Regions from separate parts of the Mus musculus genome. Here region 2 is linked to region 1. The links are chromatin contacts, called in public HiChIP or PLAC-seq maps. All regions are on one chromosome and are shown on one strand. Each heading gives the region's core, a stretch centred on a gene start, on an enhancer-like site or on the middle of the called end of the contact. The rest is flanking DNA. Distances are from core to core; before and after follow the strand shown.

Region 1 (5,931 bases), core at 1,736-4,235:
CAGAATATACCCAGAATATTTCATGTGAGGGTCCATAGCATGTTCTATGTGGTCTTTATTTGTATTTTAAAGGCCCAATGCAATTAAAAACAGATGCTTCTGGAAATAAAATTCATGCAAAAGCAATGCATGTGTGCAAACGTGTTTGTTAGTTAGGGGGTCAAGCTGCTCTTTTGTCGTTTGTGTTCTGTTTTGGGGGTGCTGTGGAACAAACCAAGGACTGGCTCTTGATGTGCAAGAAAACTAACACTAAGCTACACCCCAGCTACATCAAATTGCCTTTTTTATGCATTAAATCCTTTTCTACCTCATATTTTATTCATTTAACTCATCTACTCTCCTAAGATATTGTCGTAAACAAAATATTTCACTTTCTATTTCTTTAATAACTTCACCCTCCTTTCACAATATTGATGAATATTTATAAACAAAAGTCAGATAAAATGTGCCTTTCATTTCATAGTGAGCACTGTATTCTTATCAGAAATACTCCCTCATCCTTCTGAGAGGAAGACTTGCAACAGAAAAAGCTGGCTGATGAGGAACTGCTCCTCCCACACCCAAAACTCCACAAAGCCAGTGTAATAGGTGGGCAGGCAGAATGGCCTTTGAAAGTAAGTTAGAACCAAACAAACTTACTATTACCATATATGATTGTCACAGCTGAGACTTAGGGCGAGGAAAGAAACAGCAGCACCAAAATCACACCTGTATGGGATTCACTGTCATCTAGGATAACCATTCAAACATATACACGGTTGAATACAATTCTTCCTGGAGACATTAGTAACCGATACTCCAACCAAGCTTCTGTCACATGGATCACAAGCCTGAGAAGCCATGAAAGGAGCTGCATTCCTCCAGGGAAGGTGAAAGAGAGAGGCTTCCCTTGTTTGCTAATATCATATACTTTCCAAATATGAATCCACATGGCCATCAGTATCAGTCGTTTAGGCAGGTCGGCACTCTGTCACTTTCGAAGGCAATTCTCTTCATCTCAACTCCTACTTTACAGTCACATAAAATGCAAAAGTGCCTATTACACTGCTGGAAAGTCATCAAAATTTCAACAAGAGGAATAAATCCACGACTTTCTCCATGCTATAGTTATTGACTGCAACTTCAGTGAATCCAGCTTTGGATCCCTCTATACATGCTACCTATACAAGAAAATTAACTATGGTAAAGTTAAGGCTGGGGGTGGAGTAATCATTCGGAAGAATCTCAATGGGGCAAACTAAGTCTTTGATTTTTCAGCTTATTTTTATGCACACAATCAGAGCCCCCGAGACGTTATACTGAAGCAGCATGGCTGTGCCACCATGTATAAGTTAAGCTTTTCAGAAACATTTGCAAACAGAAAAACTGCCATGCCATTCTTGATGAAGACTGAAATGTACTGAAGTGACGCTGAAGACAGCAATGTGAAACACAAGATTCAGTGCAAGCAACTGATGCAAAACTGACCGAAAATTTAAAATTCTCAGGAACAATCTTCCCAGAGCTAATTCAACTTTCCCATTAGTGTAAACACATCTAGGAATAAGTACACAGAACATTTTCCCCCCAAAATGTCAAGATTTCTATAAGGCGGCTGAGCATGACTGAGGGTGCCTGTGCTGTATCCTACCACACAGCTAAAGCTATCAAAATGATATGTTTACAAAACGGCAAAGGAGAGCCTCATTCTTCAATAGCTGGCTAGCCATTCTCATTTTCTTGAAGTTAACCAGGGATGAACAAAAAGTGTTATCTTTCTATTTCTTCAAAGCAAGTTCTCCGGGTGTTTTGCATACCAAGCAAAACACAATGTGTAATGCACCGGTATTAAAGTTGAGAGAGTTTCTGTCTGTGAAGTAGTGACGGAGCCAAGGACACACAGGTTCAAGTCCAAGCTGAATATTAGGCGGGTGGTTTGAAAACATCAATCCAGAAAGGCCTAGAGGAAGGGATTCAGGCTTCCACTGTTGCCAACCTTCCTCACCCCTCCCCTCTTTTCTTTCTTGTTCCCTTCCAGGCTTCTCTTTCCTTGTGGTTTCTCATGGAGACGACAATCACAGCAGAAAAGCCTGGGTTTTAAATTAGTGTGATACACACTGGGAATGTGTAATCCCAGGGGGAAAAAAAGAAAGGAAGAAACTGTTGAAGAGGGGAGTGGGGGACGGTTGGAAACATATCTAAGTGACAACCTCCCCACCCCCACCCTTTATAGCACACATCCATAGATTGTTCCTGGACTCTATTCCTTCCAGTTTCCAGTACTCTGTCCAACTTGACCCTTAATCTTGACAATGTAAAGAACTGCAGGGCATCCTTTGCGCGAGCGTGCCTCTCTTGGTACAGGAAACCAATTTTCAAGAAACCCCCGAATCCGGACAGTTGTACCAGGCAAGGATGCTCCCACCATCCCACCCTCAGGGAAGGGGGTGAGGATAAGAAAAGGAGGGGTGATAAAGAGAAGATAGATAAAAGGTATGCAAAGATGAGCTGAAGGGTGAGTGGCTGAAAGGAAGACAGGGAAGAAAGAAAGGGTGGGAAGGAAGTAGGGCTGGGTGAGAGAAGAAAGGGATGAAAGAAAGGCTGGAAAGGAGAAAGGAGCGGAGAGGAGAGAGGGATGTTGGGAAAGATGAGGGCGGGAGGGCTGGAGAGCGGGAGGGAGGGGAGGACGAAGAGGATGGGAGGGAGGCAGGAAGGGAGGGAGGCAGGCAAGGATGGAGGATGCTCTGCCCGGGACTCACCTCTGTGGGTCGGTGGGAGTTTCTCGCCTCCTCCTCCTCGTCCTCTGTCTGCAGCAGCTGGCGCGGAATGACAGAAGCTGCTGGAGAGGCGGCGGTGGGGACTAGGGCAGCTGCTGCAGCTGCTTCTGGCCGAGGTGCGGTGCCGCCCGCTCCGCCCGGGTCTCCGCCTCACTCAGGGCTGCCAGCAAAGCCGCTCCCCCCTCCCCCCGCCCGCCCCGCGTCCTGCCCAAGCGAGCGGCAGCGGCCCGGATCGCCGCTAGGGGAGGTGGCCAGTGCGCACGCGCGGCCGCTCACTTGCTTGCTCGTTCGCTCGTGCCCGCGACTCGCCCGGGCTGCTAAAGGATGGGCACGCGGGCGCGCCGCCCGGGAGCGCCGCCCGGGAGCGCCGGAGGGGAGGGACTGGAGAAAGGAGCCACAGAGGGCGCAGGTGCCGTCTCCATGGCAATGGCGTTACCCTCTGGGCGGGGACCAGGAGCTGTTGCGGGCCCTGCAGGGAGGGGCTGGACTCCAGAATGATCTGCATAGGGGATGGAGGACAGATGGGGTTCCACACTCAGAAAGACCTTACCACGTGGCAGCAGGAGGCCAGGGCCCGGTGCAGCCCAGGTGGACCTGTAGCCCCGAATGCCAGAGAGCCTGAAAGAGGATGGAACTGTTAGAGAAATCAGGGCTGTGTCTGTTAAACAAACCTCCGTGAAAGCAATTTCCGTGAAAGACATTGTAGTTATCTGTATTAAGCACTCTAGGCATGTTGAAGTATCCAAAATATTTAAGGTCACTCTCTGCTTCATAGGGGTTACATGAGTTGGGAACATGACTAGAGACATGAGTGCCTTGCCAGCCAGAAGTACTGGGAGCTTAGTGATGGGGTCTAACTGCGAGATTTGCTTAGAGGCAAAAACAGTACACCAGTACACCGCTATATACAGGAAGAAGCATAAGTTACAATTGTCTTTGTTCGATCACAGTGCCGATTGACAACTTTGGCTTTGTCTGTACTACATCAAAGCGGAAAAAGTGGAAGAAAGCTTCTGGCAACTTGGAATACAGCCTACACTTTATTCCATCTGGATTCCTGGTTCACTGGATCTTTTGTTCATGTTATACTTAAATGACCCTGTATCACTGGATACATGCATTGCTAATGCCCTTTTATCCTTGGCTCTGTCGCGGTATTTTCATCCACTGTTGCTCCCAAATGGAACGTTTTCAGTTGTTAGGAAATTACATGGAACACAAGTGTCTCACTATCTCTAGACTAACTCTCTATGCTCCTCTTCTTTCTTCCCCAATGTATCCTTGACTGTGTTTTCCTTTCCTATAACCGCTGATCACATTTAAAACGTCTAGGGGAAAAGTGGACAATATCATAAAATGCAGGCTAAACGATGATTTTTAAACACCTTTATCACACAATTGTGCTTCAGGACCACGGACAGTAGCACCGCAGGCCGGCCAGCTTTCTTTCCTCAGTGTTTTCTTTGCTCTCAGCCTATAGAAACTGAAGAAATACTCAGGGGTGGGGAAGGGGGATAGTAAACAAATAAACAAAATAGACGGGCTAGTTAGCTAAATAAATAAAATATACATATCACTTAAAGCATTTGTGCTATAATATATGACCCCCATGAACTGGAGGAGACTGGCTGCTGGCCTTCAACTAGAGTTTGAAAAAAAGCATTGGTTTAGAGTAAGCACTTGCAAGATCTTGTATTGTGGAACTAACAAGAGTCTGGCTGCTGAAGTGCTTCTATAAAAGCAGAGAAACCCTATATCAGAGCTACATGGCGCTATCCAGGAAGCAATGGGCACCTTAAACTCTGAATATTCCCAGAATAAGGACTCAACAGTTCCAGTTAAATGAGGGGAATACTCAAAGGGCTGATTTTTTCCCCTGATATTATTACTCAGAATTTTTTGCTTTTGTTTTTTGTTTTGTTTTGTTTTGTTTTGTTTTGTTTTGTTTTGTTTTGTTTTGTTTAAGACAAGGTTTAACTGGCCTAAAACTCTCTGAAGACCAGACTGGTCTGAAACTCAGAAATCCAAGATCCGTTTGCCTCTGCCTCCCAAGTGCTGGGATAGAAGACTTGTGTCACCACTGTCCACATATTACTGTGATATTTTTCCACTTGTTTGGGTGAATCTGGAAAATTTAAACTGAAATATATAGATTTTTTTTGGTTCTGCTAATTAGGCTTACATTTATAATTCTGCTCTAATTGGCAACAAATTAGTCTACACTATCTGCTTCCCTGTGAAAATGAGATTTCCCTTGGATATCTCTGTAGTGAATATCAAGACTATAAGATATTATTGAAAGAAATTTAAAAGTAATTTGTAAGCTTCTTGTTCATGAAATGTTTAAATTAGTGTTAATTATAAATATGCTACAAAACCATCTCCAATTTCTCATAGCCTGAGCCTATCTCATGCTTTCAAAATGTACCAAATTGTTGTCTGTCAGATTGTCTTAGGAAATTATTCAAGCAATAGATTTAAGGCACAATCAGGCAAATGGCAGCTGATAGTTTTGCTTTCTGCTTCCAAGAAATTTAATAACTCATTTGTATTTTGAAAGAAGGAAAGCCCTCCTTCCTCTTTCTATTGAAAATCCAAACAGAACATGAAATTTGTCATTTTTTCAATTAATAGTATAAACATTATATGTAATGGCATATATGTCATTGAACTCCACAAAGCTATCATTTTGTCCTTTCCATATATCTTTATTTCCTTTGTTGGTGGTTAGATTTTTTTTTTACATCTTTGATTTTTCTGCATTCAAACTGTTGACCCTCAGAAACATAAGTCTTCCATGTCCCCATTTATTCAAAATATAAATGCCAAAAAATAACAGAGTATTGTTAAATCCACACTTTTGTGTTCAAATGGAAAAGTATCATATAAATTAAGGATAATTTTATCTGCAATGGTGTGACATGTAGATTTTTTTTAGAAAAGACTCCCAAACAACACTGACAATCTTAAGTAAAATTACACCTGGAGCTTATACATTTAAATGTCAGAACTCTGTAGAATGGGGCCCTTATTCAGTCTGTCAGCTTTGGAAATTTGTTTCTGTGATGTTCTCCTGAGAAATGTCTCTTTTTAATAGGGTTTCTACCTTAGACTTACAGAAAAACTGAGTGGAGAGTGGAATGTCTATAAATTGTTTACATCTTCCCACACAATC
Region 2 (5,931 bases), core at 1,165-3,664, 300 kb after region 1:
CTCCCCATGCAGCCACTTTCACAGTTCTGAGTATTCCCAGAGGCAGTATTGAAATATTTTAGTCCTAGATTTTACTTGGAATACAAACTCAACAAATACCAATAATAAGCAAGAAATTAAGACAGTATGACAGTTAGTTACTATTGTTTAAAAAATATCTAGATTTACATAGGAGTCAAGCCTCCAGTCATGTCTGAGAGGGATTATTTTAGATTAGGTTAATTGAGATAAGAAGACCCATCTTGAATGTGGACAACAATATTTCATGGAATGGATGCTAGACTGAAAAAAATTAAATAAAAAAAAAGAGTGCAAAGTGACCAGCAATGTGTGTCTCTCTGTGTGTCCTGACTGTGGCTCCAATGTGGAGAGCTACCTCAAGCTCCTCCCACGGCGACTTCTTGTCGTGATGGACTGTGTCCAGGAACTCCGACTCAAAATAAAACCTTCCTTCCTTAAGTAGCTTGATGGTTATGCGATAGCAGTGAGAAAAGTAAAATGAATGATAAAGGGAAGAAACTCGTCTCAAAACCAACCACCATGGGTCATTAAAGTTTGTGCCCACTGGGGACAACATAGACATGCATCTTAGAGTCATCTCTATTGGCTAGAACCGGGAGGCTATGTTCATCAAAACCAGAAAAGCATTGTTTGATGTTGTGCCTAAGGGATTCTCCCTATGCCAAACTTCAGCCCTGCTGTGGAATTGCCCCAGCCTCTTCTAGGAGCCAGTGAGGCAGAGATGAAGAGTGCTGACAGCTGGATATCAGGCTGACATATGTCAAAGGAGCACAGAGAGATAGATAATGCAGGCAGGATCCCAGATGCACCTCTACAATGGGTGTGGTCAATATCTTTTATATTATTTTTCAATTTGTTGCTAAGACAATTCCTTATTCATAAGCAGGTCAAGCCCACAAATCTATAGAAAAACCACTTCCATTTTATAGAATATTAAAGCCTAAACAATGTTTGCTCAATGTTTACATATTTGTCAATTATTCCCACTAACTCCATTTCTAATTATTCTATATTCTTTCCTCTCTTCTCCAAGCATCCCCTCAAAGACAGTGAGTCCAGACAGACTATATTATATGTTTCCCTGTTGAAATATATAATACACACAAAGATTGAATTGCATTTTCTTTGACTTCTAGAGTTCTTTTCTTTTCTTTTTTCTTTTTCTTTTCTTCCTTTCTTTTTTTTTTCTTTATTGGTTTTTTGAGACAGGGTTGCTCTGTGTAGCCCTGGCTGTCCTGGAACTCACTCTGTAGACCAGGCTGGCCTCGAACTCATCAATCTGCCTGCCTCTGCCTCCCAAATGCTGGGATTAAAGGTGTGCGCCACCACTGCATGGCTTTCATCTCTGATGTTGGGGTCATCTGAATTTAAACATTAAAATGATTATAACCTAATATAGTGAGAGAAACTCTTGACTTTCGCTCAATCTTTCTGCCTCTAGGCTTGTCAATTTTGTGTCATGATATCTTCTAACTCCTATATAATAGAAAGTACCACCATTTACTAGCAGACACAAAAAGAGATTCCTTGGGACACAGCCTTGTTTTAAAACTTATCAAAGGGCCAACCCCAAGACTTTTCTTTTCAATATGATGCTAGAGACTTGCCAGCCATGGCATTCTCTAATGTAGTAATTTCTGGAATCTCTCCCTCTTCCCATCCCCCATCACTGTCTGGCCGTCTTGGCACCATATGGAACTGCTTTCTAGTTTCCCAGTTTGGGTAGCTCATTCCAGCTCATATCTAGGATGAAAATATATTATGTCTCACTAATCACTGGAGTCGCCTGACTCAGATTTGTGAAGTATTCTGGCTTCCCGCCATATGCTGTGTGTTATCTGTTAGTAATATTTGTGGTGACTGGTGAATTTGTTTCCAACTGGCAATTTTAGGGCAGAGAAGAGCTAAGTGGCTGTGAGTGAAATTGCATTGGGATTCTTCTTTAGAACAATTCCCCAAGGTTCAACTCTGCTCTGCTTGAAGCATTTTAATATGGATGGGAGGCGAAGTCTTCCTTATTCTGTTATTATAGATCCTTTAAAAGGCTAATGAAAAATGCAGCGTGAGGGCTGAGAAGTAGCACAACATATGGTCCCTGGAAAGGGAGGGGCAGAGCTTATGTGATGAATGTGAAAGAGACTCTGACAAGGTGAGGCAGAATCTAATGTAAGGCTGACCTCCTGGGATTGCTTTTCTTCACACCCTAGTGCACTACACGTGAGCAGCTGTTATGGCCTCAGATGGGCTTCTGAGAGCTACCTTGTCTTGATAGCTGTGTCACTATGCAAATCATTACAGAATACATCAAGAAAAAGTGGGTAACTTGGGCTTCCTTCTCAAAGAGTTGAGCATTCTGATCTTCGGAGGAGGTTATAGTGGCAGGATTTTGTTGTTGTGGTCTTGGAAACCTGAATGATTAACAAGGGTTTAATGTTCTGCCAGAGACCTAGTTCTGTGCTGCTACCACAGAAGCATTAAGGATGCTTTCTGGAATGTTGGGGGGGGGGAGCTTGGAACTTGAGCATTTAAGGGCTGTTGAAAGGTTAAATTGTTGGAAGAGAAGTTGGTTTTAATTGAGTGAAAAGTATTGATGTTCGACAGAATTTTAAATGCTTCCTTATTTTTGTTGGAGATTATGTGTTTTAAGGTGGTCTATTTGGATGTCAAGCTGAGAAGGGGTGCATAAGTAAAATTAGTTGTCAGCTTGATTGGATGCAGAAGCACCTAGGTGAAATTCACTTCTCAGTATAGTCTTGAGAATGTTTACAGAGATGATTAATTAAAGAGACATGGATAATCATGAACATGAGGGGGGCAGCAAATATGCTGGACAGGTAAAGAGGGAAGAAGGAGAAAGACTCCTGGTATAGACATTTTGTCTGCTTCCTTGTTGTGAGCTCAAGAGCTTTGCTCCACTATGATGCTCTGATCCATCACAGGCACAGAGACCTAGAACGATGAAGGCCTGGACCAAAACCTCTGAAACCAAGAATAGAAATAAATGCTGTTGCTCTCAAGATGTTTCCCAAGGTGATTTTGTTGCTGTAATGCAAAGTCTAAAACATATACTCTCAGCATGATTAAAGTTTTATCCACAGATTACTATTAACAATGTCACATAGACCATTTCTTATTTGTTTACACACAGAAATATGGGGGACAATGAATTAAACTCTTATAACTTGAATGTTTAATTTTCTCCCTCATATTTGGATTAAAGTTCTGTCCTGGTTTTATTCCTTTACTGTGATCAAACACTCTGACCAAAAGCAACTTAGGGGAAGAAACGATTTTCTTAGCTTCTACATTCAGTGCTCACTGTCATCACCGAGGAAATTTAAGGCATGAATCTAAAGGCAGGGTCACTTGCTATTTCATGTGTAATTATCTCCAGGCAAGGAACTCATTTCATAGTCAAGAAATACAGCAGGAACCATGGAGTATCTGATTAGCTGGCTTACTCACAACATCATGCTTAGCCAGCTTTCTCTTTCAGCCTTGGGCTATCTGTCAAGGGTGTGATGCCACCCAGAGTGGGCTGGACTTTCCTACTTCATTAAACGACCCAGAAAATTTCCAACAACCATGGCTACATGTCAGTTTAACTCAGAAGTCCCTAAAATTGAGAGTCCTTTCTCAGGTGGATCTAGTCTGTGCTAAGATGAAAGTTAAAGCTAACTCAACCAAATTCAATCTCCAGTTGAGGTTACTGCCTAGTTGTGCCAGTAGTAAGGATTGAGAGTGAACGTTAGTCAGCCATTGGGTTTATAGTAATTTTCTATTTAATATTTAGTGTGCTATGTTGATGTTGAATTCATCTCTTCCATCTTAACTAGCTAAGAGCTAGAATTCTTTCTTCATATCAGGCTCTAGAATGTGAGGACTCGAGACAGATTTTTGGTTATTTGTCACTTACAGAGAAAACAAATAAAATGTTTCGGTGGAAGATTAGGTTTGAAGCTAGAATAGTTTGCTCATGCCTGTAATCACAGTACTCAGGAAACCCAGGCACTAGGAAGCCCATATGTTGGAGGCTTATACCTGACTGCGTAGTAAGTGTTAGCCTCAAGAAAACAAAAATAATGAAGCAGGTTCAGAGTTTTATCATAAACTATGCATCTAGAATCGTTTTAGATGACACACATAGTAGTATGCTCTTGTTAGAAACTCCAGAACATCCCTCATTCAGATTGTACTGACTGAGAAGCAGAGAATAATCAAGGCAGACAGAAAAGGCCAGGCTTTTTGAGACACTTGTGAGGTAATTAGACTGCCTTTACTCTGCAGACAGCACCCACTCCTTTTCCAAGACGCTCGTGCATTGTGATTGCACCCAGACGGTGAACAGATTTGCTTCATATTGTGGTGGGAAGAATGTGAAGAGGGAGCTACTGAGTAGGAGGGAGGCTACAGGCGAACACTTCCTCCAGCAGACAGGAAAGAAGGAAGGTGGGTGAGGCCTTCCATCCTTCCTTCCTTCCTTCCTTCGCTGCCAGGTTCAGTTACAGCCACATTCAGAGAATCTTACCCACAACAGCCATGGAAATGTCAATTGATCTGTGCCTGACCAGTTAATGAGATATGTATGGTAGGATGCCTGGCCAAAAGCAATTCTAGAGTTATGAGAGTTTGTTGTTGTTTGGTTGGATTTTTAAAAAAAAGATTTATTTGTTTATTTAATGTATATGAGTATTCTGCTTTCATGCACAGCAAAAGAGAATATTGTATCCCATTACAGATGGTTGTGAGCCACCATGAGGTTGCTGGGAATTGAATTTAGGACCTCTAGAAGAGCAGTCAGTACTCTTAGCCACTGAGCCATTTCTCTAGCCACCGAGATCTGTGTTTTTAAAGTTTTCGGAACTTCTATTTATTTCATTCTCAAAGAAATTTGTCAGTTGTCCAAACAGGTTACCTGGATGAATACTGCCCAAGTACATAGTCCAAATAGTCCAGATATCTCCAGAGATTTATTATATAACATCATAGACTTGTATTATATGGCTGTCCCTTTGGAAAGATTTCTGTTTTAACAATTTATCATTGAAAACATCTTACATTCATCCTGAAAATATGACTGACGATGTTTCACTCAATGAAGGAACTTGATGTGGAGCCCTGGCTACCTGCAGGGATTTGACTTCTGAGAGCCATGCGGTGAAAAGAAAGACCTAACTCTTGAAAGTTGTCTTTTGAGACATGGACCCAATTAATACACACACACACACACACACACACACACACACACACACACACCACAAGGGACAGGGAGAGAGAGAGAGAGAGAGAGAGAGAGAGAGAGAGAGAGAGAGAGAGAGAGAGGGAGAGGGAGAGAGAGAGAGAAGATGGTAAGCAAATAGAAAACAAAATATAATAGTGATAAATTTTTTAATCTCATTTTAATGCCATCTGATTCAGAGATAGGATTTTAATGTGTGTGTTTGCATGTTCATACATGTGTGGGTAGATGTTTGTGTAGGATGGGATGGTTGCCTACATTTATCATTTTGATACCATCTAGGATCACTCAGAAAGGAAATTTGCAGCAAGATATTGTCTATGTTAGTTTGTCTATATACATGTAGCTGGAGGATTATCTTGATTATTTTAATTTAGGTAGAAAGACTTGACCACTGTGGGTGGCAGCATCTTCTGAGCAGATTTAACTGTATAAGAGTAGACAAAGTAAACTGATGTACAAGTGTGCATTAATCTGTTGTTTTCTTCCCTTGGGTGTAGATGTAATACGATTAGATGATTCCATGTTTCTGTAACCTTAAGTTCCTGGCAACAGTGTACTTTACCCTGAAACTAAGTGAAATTTCCCTTTCTCCCCTAAGCTACTATTTTCAGCACATTTTAACACAATGGCAGAAATAAGACTAAGACTGTGGGTGCACATATACATAA

What was found. HiChIP or PLAC-seq counts read pairs in DNA pulled down with a chosen protein or histone mark.
Region 2: an H3K27ac HiChIP or PLAC-seq map of neural progenitor cells shows a contact between it and region 1, with 4 times the contacts expected there. The contact joins the enhancer-like site here to the promoter of Ctnna2 in region 1. A contact is called at or near these places in 3 of 39 promoter capture datasets (cranial neural crest, hippocampal neurons and stem cell-derived epiblast-like cells) and 4 of 115 datasets of contacts at active chromatin or transcription factors (astrocytes, embryonic forebrain, forebrain and 1 more).

What each region holds. Positions count from the first base shown.
Region 1 is chr6:77,976,682-77,982,612 of GRCm38.p6, forward strand. Ctnna2 (catenin (cadherin associated protein), alpha 2) reads right to left here and starts at 2,986. Exons shown (of 20, transcript NM_001109764.1): 1 at 2,739-2,986.
Region 2 is chr6:78,276,372-78,282,302 of GRCm38.p6, forward strand. No RefSeq gene overlaps it. Among named protein-coding and RNA genes, the nearest start is that of Reg3b, 92 kb to the right of the region's middle. Within about 2 kb of position 2,415, at least 16 of the 459 cell types and tissues checked have an H3K27ac peak or open chromatin away from gene starts, as enhancers often do. A contact at or near this core is called in neural progenitor cells, where this site is marked.